3 separate regions of the Mus musculus genome follow, and regions 2 and 3 are each linked to region 1. A link is a contact called in public Hi-C data. All regions are on one chromosome and are shown on one strand. Each heading gives the region's core, a stretch centred on a gene start, on an enhancer-like site or on the middle of the called end of the contact. The rest is flanking DNA. Distances are from core to core; before and after follow the strand shown.

Region 1 (4,540 bases), core at 859-3,358:
GTGGGTAGAGATATCTCTGTTGTGGTATTATAGATTTTAATGAGAGAATACACGAATACATAGCAGGAAAGGATAATTTTAAAATAATACATTACTTATCTTAAAATAACTGAGAGATAGGATTTAGATGTATTTACCATAGATAAATGATACACATTAAAGGTGATAGATATATTAATAACCTGAGTTCAAATTCCCCCATATATATAGATGTGTCAAAACACCATACTTTATCATGCATATTTACAGGGCTTATATTAATAGAGAAGAAAATGGAAAGAGGATTTTCTACTGCAACAGAACAAATAGCAGCTAGATACTGGGGGTGGGGGGAGGTTCTAAGTATTTAGGAAGCATAGCTTATATGAGAACTAGGTTCCGTAAAAAACTCTCGATTTAGAAAGACTTAGGTTCTGGCAGGCACAAAAAGAGGTACTTATGGAATTCATAATTTTATTTAACATCGAAAGGAATGATCTAGAATGGCCACCTATAGTCTATAATTGTCCATATACAATACAATTTTTCAAAGTAAAAAAAGTAAAAATAAAAGGACGTGCCGGTTGACATAGTGCTGTCCTTCCATGAGCAGGCCTTGCTTATGCCGAGCTACAACCATAGGCATTGCACAAGAATGGCTTCTCTGACAGATCTGTGTGTGGTTTCCATGTCAAGTTGCTATTTAAACCCTGGCTCTCCACCTTTCATTGCAGGGCCTGGATCCAAACCCTTTATTAGTTAACCTGATAAAACTCTCAGCATGCAACTAACTTTTCCAGGGACCGAATCACTAAACATTTGCTCAGCCACTGTGCTACTATTTGGCTGTTTTGCCATCTCAAGGGATCTTGGCTTATGGACAATTTAGAGCTATGAGAAAGCTGTCTATTATCACTGGAATGCTGGCCTCATTGTCTTAATCCTGAAACTTCTTCATAACTCTGCAAACTCACAAAACCTATCAAATAAACCACATTTTTAACATAAAGGAATTATTTCTTACCCATTTGCCAGGAGCTAGGTTACAAATAACTCTCACACTACTATAGGATAGATTTAGTGATGCCTCAGAATTTCCAACGCCTTTAAAGAAAACGTAAAGAGGTTTCCAGAATCAGAAAGGTTCAGACGACTCTTTTTGTTTTGTTTTGCTGTTGGTGATGGTGAGGAGGTTGATGCTGCTGCTGCTGATTGTGATGATGTTCCTTAATTATAGATGGTCATTCCTCCACCCAGAAAATTCTCTATTCGTATAATAACAGTGACATTTTGAAAAGAAAGGGAATTTTGTTAGACTACTTTTATGTCTGTAGACTTTGTATTACGAGGTTATGGAAAGTTTTTATGTAAGGTTTATTTCCAAATAATAATAATAATAATAAGTCAATACTTTTCCCTATGTAAGGCATTGAAAATGTTAGCAATGATCTAATAGAAGGTCACCAAATTGCTGGTTTTAAAGAGCTTATATGAGTATGAAAAGAAAGATATATCAAAAAGCCTGCTTCAAGCATCTCATTGTTAGGTGGCTTAGTGCTATTGTATTTTTTATTGTACTTGTTGATTAAAGTAGATTACAAACAGCTGACCTTTCATCCAGTCCTTAGCAAAACACTGAGTGAGATTTTACTACATTGGGGCCTCTAGGTTCACAGGTCACAAACATAGAGAACACAAGTGATCTGACCTTGAAGGATCATAAAATAACAAAAAACAAACAAACAAAAAAAACCCGCTTTGTTTTACAAATGAAGAAATGAATGCCCAGAAAAAGGAAAGAAAATTTGAAACAAGTCTTTCCCGGGAGTCTCTTCCTACACCCTCTATTTCTAGCTGCACAGAAATGGCAAAGGCTGTCCATCCTTGTGTTCTTGGAAGGACTGGAAAGACATTTGAATGATAGACATTCCCAGAGGATGCACGGGTTGTTGGCTTTGAAACGGCATAATTGTTCCTCTTCAGAACGGAATGGCAACTTTTTGTTCATCTGCTGAACTTTAGTTACCACAAAAATAACCTGTTTCCGCATGTCTTTAACTCATGCCGGTTGACAACAGCAGATGACTCATTGAGCAATGAATTTCGGCAGCTTCCGGATTGCCTGGCAGATTTTTATGGTGGCCTTTTTTATAGGGTCAAAGATCAGCCTTGTGTAACCCACTGGGGCCATTACTGGGTTTAAACTCTCTGGCAATTGCACTTGCTACATCATTCATTTAATTGGTTCAAGAAAAATGCCAAGGAGACAAAAGTCAACAACTGCTTTCTCGGTGTGCCTCATCCCACGCAGAAGGAAAAAAAAAAACAATGAGGAGGGTCCGCGAAGGAGGGTACCCAGGTAGATGGGGGAGGGGGCAGAGAGAGCGTTACCAGTAAGACTGCATAGTCCCCAGAACACAAGGAACCTCTCCCTTTCACAGCCACTTGTCAAAGCCTGCCCGTGCACTTAAACAAAAAGCTATAAAATAGGATTATTTGCATCATAATGTTGTAGAAGCCAAATGTGTTGCTTTCCTGGGAAGAGAAAGGCAGGCAGGAAATCACGTGGGCAGGTATTCACGGGCCAAGGAGCCTCCACTTCTCCAGATTCCCGAACACTCCTTTCATGGCACACTGCACGTCATCCGAGACCTGAAACGGGTCTTCCAAAGACCTTTTATGATGGAGACACTAAATTCCTGGTTGTGTTTCACTCCATTCTGGAGCATTCTCGCTAAACATACTGGCGTAACATCTTTTTCTCTTCAGTAAAACAAACAAACAAACAGTTGTCATAGAGGAAGATCCTGCCATCCTCCGTTATGTAAATTAATGCCTGGTCGGAAATACAAATCTTTTTTAGGCTGGGCTTACAAAGGATACCCGTTTCATTTCTTTTTATAATGCTTTAAAGTTGCCCCCCATGATGATTACCTTTTGAATTTTTTCTTCTTGACAACGATTATGGGGTCTGTCAAAGGAAAACAAAAGCAACAAGATAAGATCAATGGTGAAATCAGTCGAGAGAGTTTCAGGTCTCTGAAAAAATTTGTTCTCTTCCCCAACATCAGGCAGAATAAATCCACTGTCCAGTTCTTTACGTAGCTTGATGCAGTCAAAACGATGCAGAGCATCCTGGATGGGTAGGGATGCTCTGTCCAAACACGGGGTCAAAGGAATCCTTCTTAAAGGGTCCTTAGAAGGTCTGTAAGTAAAGTTTCACTTTTCATTTAAAGAAAGCATGAAGTTAAAACTACAGGGTTAAGGCAAATGTCTACCAAATCACAGGCTAAGAATATCTACAGTCACTCTCCTGGTAAAAGAATTTCTTTTACTTTATTTTTTAATTTCGTTTTTATTTTTAGATTTATGTATGTGCTGATTAACAACCTTTCTAACCCTAAAAGATGAAAAAAAAAAAAAAAAAAAGAAGAAGTATTCTCTTCCAGGTAACTACAACATGTATGAAACCAGAAGGGGGTGAACCATATGATCAATTTAAAATGTAAGAACAGGAGGGTGTTAGGTATTTATAGAATTTAAGATGGTCCCAATTAAATGTATTATTGAGTCATTTATTGGGCAGGGGAAGGAAGACAGCTTTGTGAAAAGATTATGTTTCCTTTGGGTTTATATTTTTAAAAATCACAAAAAAATGCAAATTAAACTAGATTATCCAGACTGCTAAACTGAACCTACCATTGTTGGACCCCTGAAGGGAGACCCTCACTCAAGTCTCAGGGATCGTGAGCCCAGAAAGCCACAACAGTCAAGCTTGCTGCAAACACAAGATGTTTTAATGGCACACAAACCAGCATGCTGAGGTCGAGACCCATACACCATGCAGGGGTAGAGGAGTCTGACCCCAACCCTATTTTCCAGCAGGCTTATAAAGTCAAAAACCATAACCTAGAGGGAGGATCAGAGAGGAAATAGGGGAAGTCTAGGAGCAGATATTTACTTCAAGGCACCTGGGACATTGAAACATTTTGTGGTTGTTTTTCCCAAAAGTTCCGGGGGAATTAGGCCATCTGGCCGGGGGCGGGGGGCCGGGGCCCATGTTCTCAGTCAGTATATTTTTATTCTTCACCATGAAATATATGATAAGGCAGGCACAGTTAGATGTGCCTTTAATCCCAGCACTTGGGAAGCAGAGGCAGGGGTATTTCTGTGAGTTCCAGGTCAGCCAAAGCTGCATAGTGAGACAAACAAACAAAACAATCAAACAAATCAAACTAAGACAAATGAACAAAAAGAGTATGACAGTTGGCAAAGATACATAGATGTTGACCAGTTGACCAGTTAGTTATTCTGTTCTTCCTTCAGCATTATAATTTCTCCCCAAAGAAAAGAAAACTGACTCTTGGTTAGACATTAGTCCATATCATGATAGAGACTTTCCCAACTAGAAGCACTTTCAAATCTCAGCACAAGCCTGCCATGTATAATTCTCTCCTGGTTTTTTTGTTCATTTGTTTGTTTTGTTTTGTTTCGATTTTGGTTTTTGTTTGGTTGGTTGGTTGAGTTTTCAAGACAAGGTTTCTCTGTGTAGACCAGGCTG
Region 2 (4,540 bases), core at 1,112-3,611, 110 kb before region 1:
GTTGTTTAGCTTTGCTTTGCTTTGTGGATCTGAGTATCAAACCCAGGGCCTCCTACATAGTAGATGAGCTCTGTATGTAGCCTCGCTACGACAACCCTAACCTTAACCAGGAAGTTTAGCACTGCTTGAGAGATCCTTGGTAAACCGAGCATCTTAGAGTACTATGACACAAGAACAAGCAGCACAAAGGAGACTGTCAATTCGATGTGGTCACGGGCATTTGATAAAATACCCATGGCTCTGTTCATTTTATATCTTCCACAGTTAGTTGTGAACTCAAATCAGTGGCCCATCTCCCCCACCCTCCATCAGGACCACCCACTGTGTCTGCTCCCCATCCAGGTCGCACAGGATACTTACACATATATGCTTACTGGAGACCAAACATGAGACCAGAGTTTGGGTCCCAGAAGCAAGGATTTCTTTGTGTGGGGAAGTGGATGGGTAACATTGGATATATATATATATATATATATATATATATATATATATATATATATATATATATATAGACCCTTGAATGTAGAGGGTTCCTCTAGTGGAAAAAAAAATGGTGAAATGACAAAGTTCACTTCCTCCTGCATCATTGTTATCTCTGAGAACATGGTGACATGAAGTAGGTTCCTGAAAGCAATACTTCTCAGTTACATTATTTTCCAATTGCTCCAAACAAGGAACATTGATGAGGTGAGCCAGAGACTGTAGCTGTCCAGCAGCCCTGGAGTACCGGGTACACCTGGAAGGAGAGCTGTGGATGGATTAGGATGGTGGAGGAGGGGAAATAAGGAGCCAAGACAAAGGTTCTCTGATCAAAGCACAAAGTTTAATTTTCAGCCCTGAGTTTATATAGGCAAAACCCAAAACCCCATCCCTTTGTTTCGACTGCATTGAGTTGCAAAGTAAGCTCAGTAGGCAGTCAGCTACTCAAGGCTCAGTCAGGAAGATGCAAATGTAGGCCAGGCCCCAGGTCCCTGGTTGTCAGTCTTAGATGGAGATTTGTTTAGCCAACTCAAGTTTGGGGGAAGGGCACGAGAGAAATTCTGGTCACAGCTTAAATCTTTGAGAATTGAGTTTGTATTTATAAGTAGTAGATTCAACTTCTCCCTTTCATGGAATAAGATACATACATCCCCATCTGTTTTTCATTACTTGGAAAAAGTCCAGGTTTTATCCTACAATTTGGCACAATAGTCCAGTTTGATCATAAAAGTCAACCCAGCACCAGTGTCAAGGAGACACTAGAGGATAGTAGGAGCTGTGACAAAGTCTATATGTAGTTCACAGCTCTTGGGAATGAGATGGAGGGTTACTCCATGAAATTTACAGGTCTAGCTGAACAGTTCTTCCTTTTACAACAGAGGTCAAAAAACATAGGGTGTTGTTGTTGTTGTTGTTTGTTGTTTTGGTTTTTTTATGATAATGTAAAAATAAATTGGAAAAGTTTTAAACATTGTAGATGTAAACAAAACCTATCTAGACAGCTATGACCTGTCTAGAAATGTCTGAGCCACTACTGAGAATTTACCTTGATAACTTGGTGGAAGTAGGAGGGAGACGGGGTGAATGAGTCAATCACACAATGTTATATAAGGTGGAGGAGAAGGTAGAACAGAGAAGTATATTAAAGTTCAGTTCTTCTAAAACTTGAGTTCATACGCTTTCTGGCTCCTCTTCAGGCTCTAATTATAAATTAATTGAGATCATTTAGAATTCTTATAATAACTTCACCTCTTCATGAAATCTAATATGGCAAACTTCATAAATATTACATTGTAGCTAAGATGATGTGGGTAGGCCTGAACTTCTCCAATTCCCCAGAATGTTACAAACACACTCTCATGGACTCAGATTTGGAGGTCAAGTCTGGTTGTATACTGGAGAGCAGGGCTTTTTAGAACTCTGGTAAATGTGGCAGATCATACTGAGTCTGTCTGGTCGACCCTAAGAATGTCCTGTTTCCTATCTCTGTACTGCTTGCTGTAGCTCTCCAGGTCTCACTTCCAGCATTCTGCATTTATAAATCCTCCGTGAATCTGACCTAAAAGAGCACACTTATAATCTTGTTTACACAACCCTAAATAAGTCAAAACTGCTACTTCTTAGTTGGTCCGGTAGTTGCCTATTGAAAGAGCAATTCAAATCAACATGAAGAGCCTCTCTTCTTCCCTGGTCCATTGTGTTGTAAAATCCAAAGAATCCCGAATCAGTAACTTTCTATGAAGCTCAACAACTAATATCCCTCCCTACTCTCAAAGCTGGGGAGAAAATAGTTTTTCTTTATCTTGACACTACATCCGTACAGTGGTGAAAGGGGAAAGGCTTTGGTCACTTGTATTGTGTAAGAAAGGAAGGAAGAAAAAGGGGCGAGGCAAATGGACACCAGAAAACAAAGTCAAAGCCCTCTGTTTCCTTGTTCCAGTGAAGCAGAAACACTGAGAGATGGAAGCCAAGTCCACATCCTCGCAGCAGAGACGTCAGCTTGCTGGTCCTGGGAGTCGGTGCTTTTACTTTTAGCATCCTGATGAGCCAGGCATTCGCTACAGAAATAAACCAAACGGGAGGCAACTGGTAGAATATTAGACTGTGTTTGGTCTGGCAGGAACTTCACACTTCCATCTCCTTCGTACCTCCTCTCTCATTTCCTAATCAAGTTAGGATTCGCTGAGATCAGAATTAAGTTTCTATTTCCTGAGCCAGTGAAAGCCAAGGGAGATGACTTAGCATTTGCTGGGCAAGGTGGTTATGACTTAACCAAGGAGAAGAAGGAAGGCAAAGAGGGACCTCAGGCACCCCAGATCTCAGCTAAACACATCTTCTGCAGTAGGAAAGAGCGAGAGACCCTGACCCAAAACTGTACCATCACCTCCATGACTCTAATTACGGGGAGAAGAAAATGGAAGACAGGATGATCTCCCAAACAGTGAGTCGCTAAATGTATGGTTCCTCAAGATGCTTTTTTGAGGAATGAGCCTGGGGTATATGGAACTCTGAAGAAAAAAAGGAGAGAGAGAGAGAGAGGGCACTCAGAAAGCATCATCAGAAGTTCTGAGGTGCACAGTATTACTAGTGACTACACAGGTGGCTCTAGCGCCCATCACTAACAGAAATCACCCAACTGTTCCCAGCCCCCAAATATGCATAAGCTAGTGCAGGCACAGTCTGGCTCTCTTATTTGTTTTCCCAGTGGGCTAGTCCTTGGACTTTGGCCTCTGCCTCTTCAGTAGCACACCATAGAGAAACTTCTGGGTCTGACTCCTACCAGGTAGACCTGTTTTATTTCCTGTCTATACAAATTCAGTACAACCCCCTTCACTTCCAACCCAATCATTAAAGATTGACTTCCCTCCAGCCATGACCTTCATCCCTGCCTCAAGTAAAGGAAAATACAACAGACATCAGTGGAGTGATGGAGTCCCATGTCAGATCCTGAGGACAGGAGACAAAACGAGATGAGAATTTTAATCCCAAGAAGCTTGGGGCAGATGAGAAGAGAACCACGAATTTATCCAAAATCCCCAGAGCTAATAAAAGGAAGAAGAAAGAAGAAGAAGAAGAAGAAGAAGAAGAAGAAGAAGAAGAAGAAGAGGAGGAGGAGGAGGAGGAGGAGGAGGAGGAGGAGGAGGAGGAGGAGGAGGAGGAGGAGGAGGAGGAGGAGGAGGAGGAGGAGGAAGAAGAAGAAGTTCCTCCCTTTTAACAGCATGTTAGGAAAGCAATTGGGAAGAAGCAACACCTGTTCTTGCAAGGGCTCTCTGCTTTGAGATGCCTTTCTATGCTGAAAATAATGCTATTCAAATAAATGATTCTCTATGTCAATAAAGACCTCAGAGGGCTTGGTGAGACACCTGTCCTTCCCTGGTAGACTATCATACCTATGTACTTAGAAAGAAAATTGCCTCTTTAGTTTATAAATAAATTGCTAATTTATTAGGCTATGTTTATATAGAATATGACTACAAATGGGGGTGGGATGGGGTTTAACAGCAGTAAGGTCAGTTGGAGCTAAATGAACCCCGGCTCATCAAAAACCAAAATGACAAAGCATACTAATAACAGGCTAAGCTTGAAACCTAGGTTGTCATTGGCTTTTACCACCTGCTTCGCTCTCCTAAATTCTGCTCCCTTTGAGAGCACCTGACTGTACCACGTAGAGATGATGACATACTGTCACGAAGACCTCTGGATTTGGGGTTTTACATTCCAACGGTACTTGAATTATTTCACTTCTATTCACACATAACCAAAATGGAAGCAAATTCAGCTGATCTATTTACCTCCCCAAACCTGCAAGATCCTAAAACTGGCCACAATTATTGGCCAAGCAGAAATGAGAAATGTCAGTTCACACACGCTTCAGTGATAGTTAAGACCAGGAAGGTATTATATGGGAACTTCAGCTTGCATCACTGTGATACAATTCCTGAAATAACAATCTTAAAAGAAGAAAGGTTTATTTCAGCTCAGGTTTAGAGGAGCGTGTCCACGCTGCTTAGCAACTCTGAGCCTGTGTTGGTGTGGCCAACCAGGGTGGGAGAGAGCCCGT
Region 3 (4,540 bases), core at 1,245-3,744, 70 kb after region 1:
GCTTTTCATTTCCATGCATATTGTAACTTCCCGCTTATTCTAGATCTCCTCCGCAGGAATGGAGCGCTGTGAAAATTTTGTTCTATTTTGCTCACTTCTCCCTACTCAAAACTAGGTCAGTACAAATACCCACTAATGAAGCCAACATACTTTATAAAGTATGAAGTCACTTAGATTGAGATAAGGAAAGCCTACTTAATATGAGACATAAATCTGAATGAGCTTTCAGACGACAAAATTATCTCTCACTGGGATCCACAAATGGGGCCTGATGTCCAAAAGTCAGGAAGTATTTTGTTTAAGGAAATCCACCCAAACAGGGCGCCAAGGAGCCTGTGGCTGGGAGAGGGGAAGCGGATTCTGCCTTTAATGAGCGCCATCACGAGCAATAACTAGGAACTAAAGCCTCCAGTTCTTCGGTTGCAAAGTGGACATGATATAATAATACCTGCCCTTCTCTCTCGCACCTTCTTCTGGGTGCAATACATGAGATTATAAATGCACACCTCTCTTTTTTTTTTCCAGTGCTGAAATATTAAGGAAATCTTTGCCCTGATCATTAAGGCAACAGTTGGCCCCGGGTAGGGGAACGGGCCAGCAGGGCTTGGGGCCATTAGCTAAGACTGGTGTTTGGAGAGAAAGCAATGAAAAGCCTCACAGCAGATGTGGATACTCGCTGGTCTCTCACTTGGTGACCCCCATACATCTCCCAGGCGACATGAATGTTACTGGGCCCAATTAGCATTACCCTTTCACATAACATTCAAATTCCTGGACTTCCGAGGGCAGCCGGCCATGGCCATATAAGGGAGGAACGGAAAAGCACAGATAAGAGGAAAGGAATGGAGAAAGCAAAAGGTTACAGGGGGCGGGGGAAGGAGGGTTTTACATTCCCCCACACAAAGAACAAGATGTTGCCCCAAATTCTGTTTTCTGGAGGGAAAGAATTAACAAAAGAACTTCTACCAAGAGGCAGGCCATTCTCTGTGCCACTACGAGCATGTGTGGTGGGGTCTAGTTGCTATTACTATGGCTAATTTGTTTCTACTTACAGGGTATGTTGTTGTGTGGTTTTCTTCTCTTGTTCAGTTCATCTTTCACGGCCTCTGCCATTTTCACTATGCACAGTTAGTCATACCAAATCCACTTTATGCCCTAAAAACGTATCCCTGCCTTGACACAAAGCAGAGCTCTGTACATCAGGGCTCTTGCCTCCACCAAAATAGATTTCTACAATTCATTTTCATGCTGACAATGTGCATGCAAAGACAGGAAGGCACAGAAAATCAAATTGCTCAAGATTTTAAGTCAGGAAGAAGAATCATTTTAAGCACCCCCCATCCCTCTCCAGACCCCCACCCCCACCCCCACCCCCACTAACGTTTCTGGTAATTTAAAGGCTCCAGAAAACTTAAGCAGAACACTTCTCAAATAAAAATAAAAATGCTTTGACGTGTACCAACAAAGGGAGGGAGAAAGGGTGTCAAAAGTGGGCCGGCTGACAGCTCTCCTGACAAGGAAACCCTGAACCCTATTTTTAAACCTATCTGTGTAATTTAGGAGAGAAGTCACCATGTCTCCTGATAAAGCCTTTGGAGGCGGCTGGAGGATAAGTGTGCGGTTCTGAGAAAGGCAGCGCCGCCCACACTGAGAAGGCAGAGCCTCGCTCGAGCTTCTGTCTTTTAGCAGAACCAAAAAGAAAGAAAGAAAAGTGCATTTCCTGGGGGTGCGGCAGGAGGGGACAGGAAGATGGAAGCAACTACCAAAAGAAAAAAGACACAGAAGGCCCCAGATCTGAAAATGGGGTAAGCACCCACCCCCACCCCACCCCACCCCCACATCATTACTGATAACAAGTCAAAGACGAGCACCTCGAGGGGATTAGGTGAATGGCATGGAGAGAATTTGCTCATGACTCAAGGCCTATGGAGTACCGTTATTTCAAGTAACTCCATGGAGAGGTGGGACAGATAGGGGAGCTGCTTCGCCTCCGTGTAACAGTGAGGAGGAGCAGAAATAAGGAGGCGAGATGATTTGGTACAGGGATGAGGGCGGCCCTTAACTCCCAGCTGTTTGCAATGGAGCTGATGATGCTGTACCTTTTGAGTATTGCCATTAAATAACAGTGCCAAGTAAGCGTTCCTTAACACCACCATAGTGAAAGGCTTGTCCCGAGGTCCATGAGACCTTGAGTCTGTGAAGAAGGTAGCCACCAAACAAGGCACTAGACACAGTGTCTTGCGGGGGTGTGGAGAACAAAGAAATAAGTGGGCTTCCTGCCTCCTTCAGCTTCTGATTAGACTAATACCTGGTCTCGACTTGTAAGCTGACTATGACCAGTCTACGCTCCTCAACCCCCAACCCCCTCTACTGGCATGCACATTAGTGCGCGCATGCGCAAGAGCGCAAACACGCCCCAGGCTATAGCCAAGAGCACAGCAGCCAGCTCTGGATGGTTGACCCTGACACAGGCCCCAAAGGGCAATGATGTGACCGAATGAATGGAGTCTCTTATTAAAAATTAATTTCTGTCAAGCCAGATTACATGTGAACACAGCCTCTTTGTGATCGCCACCGTGATTTCTGGAAACAAACATAGGCCCTACTGTTGCCAAAAGCAAGGCCAGCTTAGGACAGTCTTGAGTCTTGATTGGCCAACACAGCAACAGGTTCCCCAAGGCTCACAAAGGCATTTGTCCCGTGGAGGACAGAGAGCTGCCTCTTCTATTTCTCCTCCTGCCCTGCACCCACTGCCTAGTTAGAGACTGCAAAGCTTGCTTCAGAGTGGTCTTGTCGCCTGAGAGCTTAAGCTTTCCCCTGAGAAGACAGAAGGATCATAGCATCATTGCCCTAAGTTCAGGGCTGACACTGGGGAAACAAAAGAGATAGCATGTGTAGCCCTTGAAATGCAGAAGGCAGGCCCTGCAAGGACAATTATTCTGTCTCCTACCACCCCACTCCTGGGCACCTTACCTGGGACATTAGCTTCTGTAAAGTTGCTCCTCAGTTTAGCCCATTAGACCCAGAGTGGTGTGAGCAGTTTAACGTGTTATTTTCTTGTGGCACAGGGTGGAAGGAAACAGAGATCTGGGATTAAAACACTGTCGAGCAAATGCACAGATCTCATGCATCCATAAATGCAATCTTTGATTTCTCCATTACATCTTTGACATCTTCTATCATGAGAGTAAGAAGGGAGAGTTAGGGGGGGCAGGGTGCAATTCTTGGTGTTGCTATACCTTAATATAGTGGCAGTATTGGTGAGTTTGATCTGGCATCCTTGATATAGCATCATATGATCTTTTGTGAATGGCGAGAACCTCAGCATTTGTAATTTGTGCTAACTCTTCTGGCTGAGAAGGAATAAGAAGGCCCAGTGTGTGTGCGTCCATCTAAAAGAAGGTAACCAGAGGGATTTGTGAATATAATCATAGTTGCGTAGAAATATATACATATCCTTGTTAGTTTTGAGAGTGAGGATAGAATTTGGGTAGAGTTGCCCACACCCATCATCACCTTAGCACTTGGGGAACTGAACCAAAAGGATTGCTGTGAGTTTGAGACTACCCTGCTACCCTGCATAATAGGCAGACTATTAAAATCTAGTGTGTGTGTGTGTGTGTGTGTATATATATACATATATATGTATATATATACACGTATATATACGTATATATATACGTATATATATACATATACATATATATACAAGGCTCAGAGATTATCATGGAAGAGATGCTTGAAGATTGTAGGAGCCAGAGGTAAGGAACAGCTGCTGCGAAACAGCGTTTCTCAGACACAATAGGGTCCACGTATAATACGTGAACTCACAGTGAGATGCAAAAGACCTCCATAAAAGCAAGCCAGCCAAAATTCTAGCATGAGCAGTAGAAGGCTCATGAAGTATGATTTCCCCTAACTGAGGAGCCATTGGCAACTGATGGCTGCCAGGGGAGAGACAGTTTTCTCCATATACCACCTAGTTTCCTGTGGTCCTATGCTGGTGTACATCCTGGCAGTACTAGGTGGACTGGGTGGGGATGTGGGAGGAACTGGAAGGAATAGAGTGTGGAAATGGAATATGGAAAACACATATTTGAGTATGAAATTATCAAACAATAAATAGAAAAATGGCATGAACTCTAACACCCACCAGGAATATATGGATATTTATTTATAGACCACTGTACCATATATTACAGAACGTATTTTTTTTTTTGAAAGCCCAAGACCTGGCCATCAAGATATGGCTAAGCCACAAAATAATTCTATTTTAAAATGTCAAAATTACACAGAGCATATGCATAAACCACAAGAAAGGTAAATTGGAAATCAATGATGAAATGTATATAGGATCTACTTCCAAATACTGGTAATATTGCATAAGACCTAGAAAAAAATTGTCAGAGAAATAAGAAGATATACTGAGCTGAATGATAATGCCAGAGGAGTCCCTGCTTTGCTCTGTGTTTCCATTGCTGCTGCTGAAGTACCATGGCCCAAAGCAAGTTGGGGCAAAAAGAGTTTATTTTACTTATAC

The links. A called contact is a pair of places that touch in the nucleus more often than the background predicts.
Region 2: a Hi-C map of liver shows a contact between it and region 1, with 2.7 times the contacts expected there. The contact joins two enhancer-like sites. A contact is called at or near these places in 10 of 484 Hi-C or Micro-C datasets (effector CD8 T cells, embryonic stem cells, liver and 2 more), 6 of 115 datasets of contacts at active chromatin or transcription factors (CD8 T cells, bone marrow-derived macrophages, embryonic stem cells and 1 more) and 1 of 9 other capture datasets (adipose tissue).
Region 3: a Hi-C map of liver shows a contact between it and region 1, with 2.6 times the contacts expected there. The contact joins two enhancer-like sites. A contact is called at or near these places in 5 of 39 promoter capture datasets (frontonasal cranial neural crest, liver, maxillary cranial neural crest and 1 more), 2 of 15 datasets of contacts at CTCF or cohesin (CD8 T cells and the NIH/3T3 cell line), 13 of 484 Hi-C or Micro-C datasets (cortical glia, embryonic fibroblasts, embryonic stem cells and 4 more) and 5 of 115 datasets of contacts at active chromatin or transcription factors (CD8 T cells, embryonic stem cells and hepatocytes).

The regions. Positions count from the first base shown.
Region 1 is chr10:99,351,634-99,356,173 of GRCm38.p6, reverse strand. No RefSeq gene overlaps it. Among named protein-coding and RNA genes, the nearest start is that of Gm34921, 83 kb to the right of the region's middle. Within about 2 kb of position 2,108, at least 74 of the 459 cell types and tissues checked have an H3K27ac peak or open chromatin away from gene starts, as enhancers often do. A contact at or near this core is called in CD8 T cells, adipose tissue, bone marrow-derived macrophages and 2 more, where this site is marked.
Region 2 is chr10:99,465,547-99,470,086 of GRCm38.p6, reverse strand. All of the region lies in intron 1 of Gm34983 (a long non-coding RNA gene), which reads right to left. Among named protein-coding and RNA genes, the nearest start is that of Gm35035, 7.1 kb to the right of the region's middle. Within about 2 kb of position 2,361, at least 71 of the 459 cell types and tissues checked have an H3K27ac peak or open chromatin away from gene starts, as enhancers often do. A contact at or near this core is called in adipose tissue, bone marrow-derived macrophages and liver, where this site is marked.
Region 3 is chr10:99,282,170-99,286,709 of GRCm38.p6, reverse strand. No RefSeq gene overlaps it. Among named protein-coding and RNA genes, the nearest start is that of Gm34921, 14 kb to the right of the region's middle. Within about 2 kb of position 2,494, at least 71 of the 459 cell types and tissues checked have an H3K27ac peak or open chromatin away from gene starts, as enhancers often do. A contact at or near this core is called in CD8 T cells, hepatocytes and liver, where this site is marked.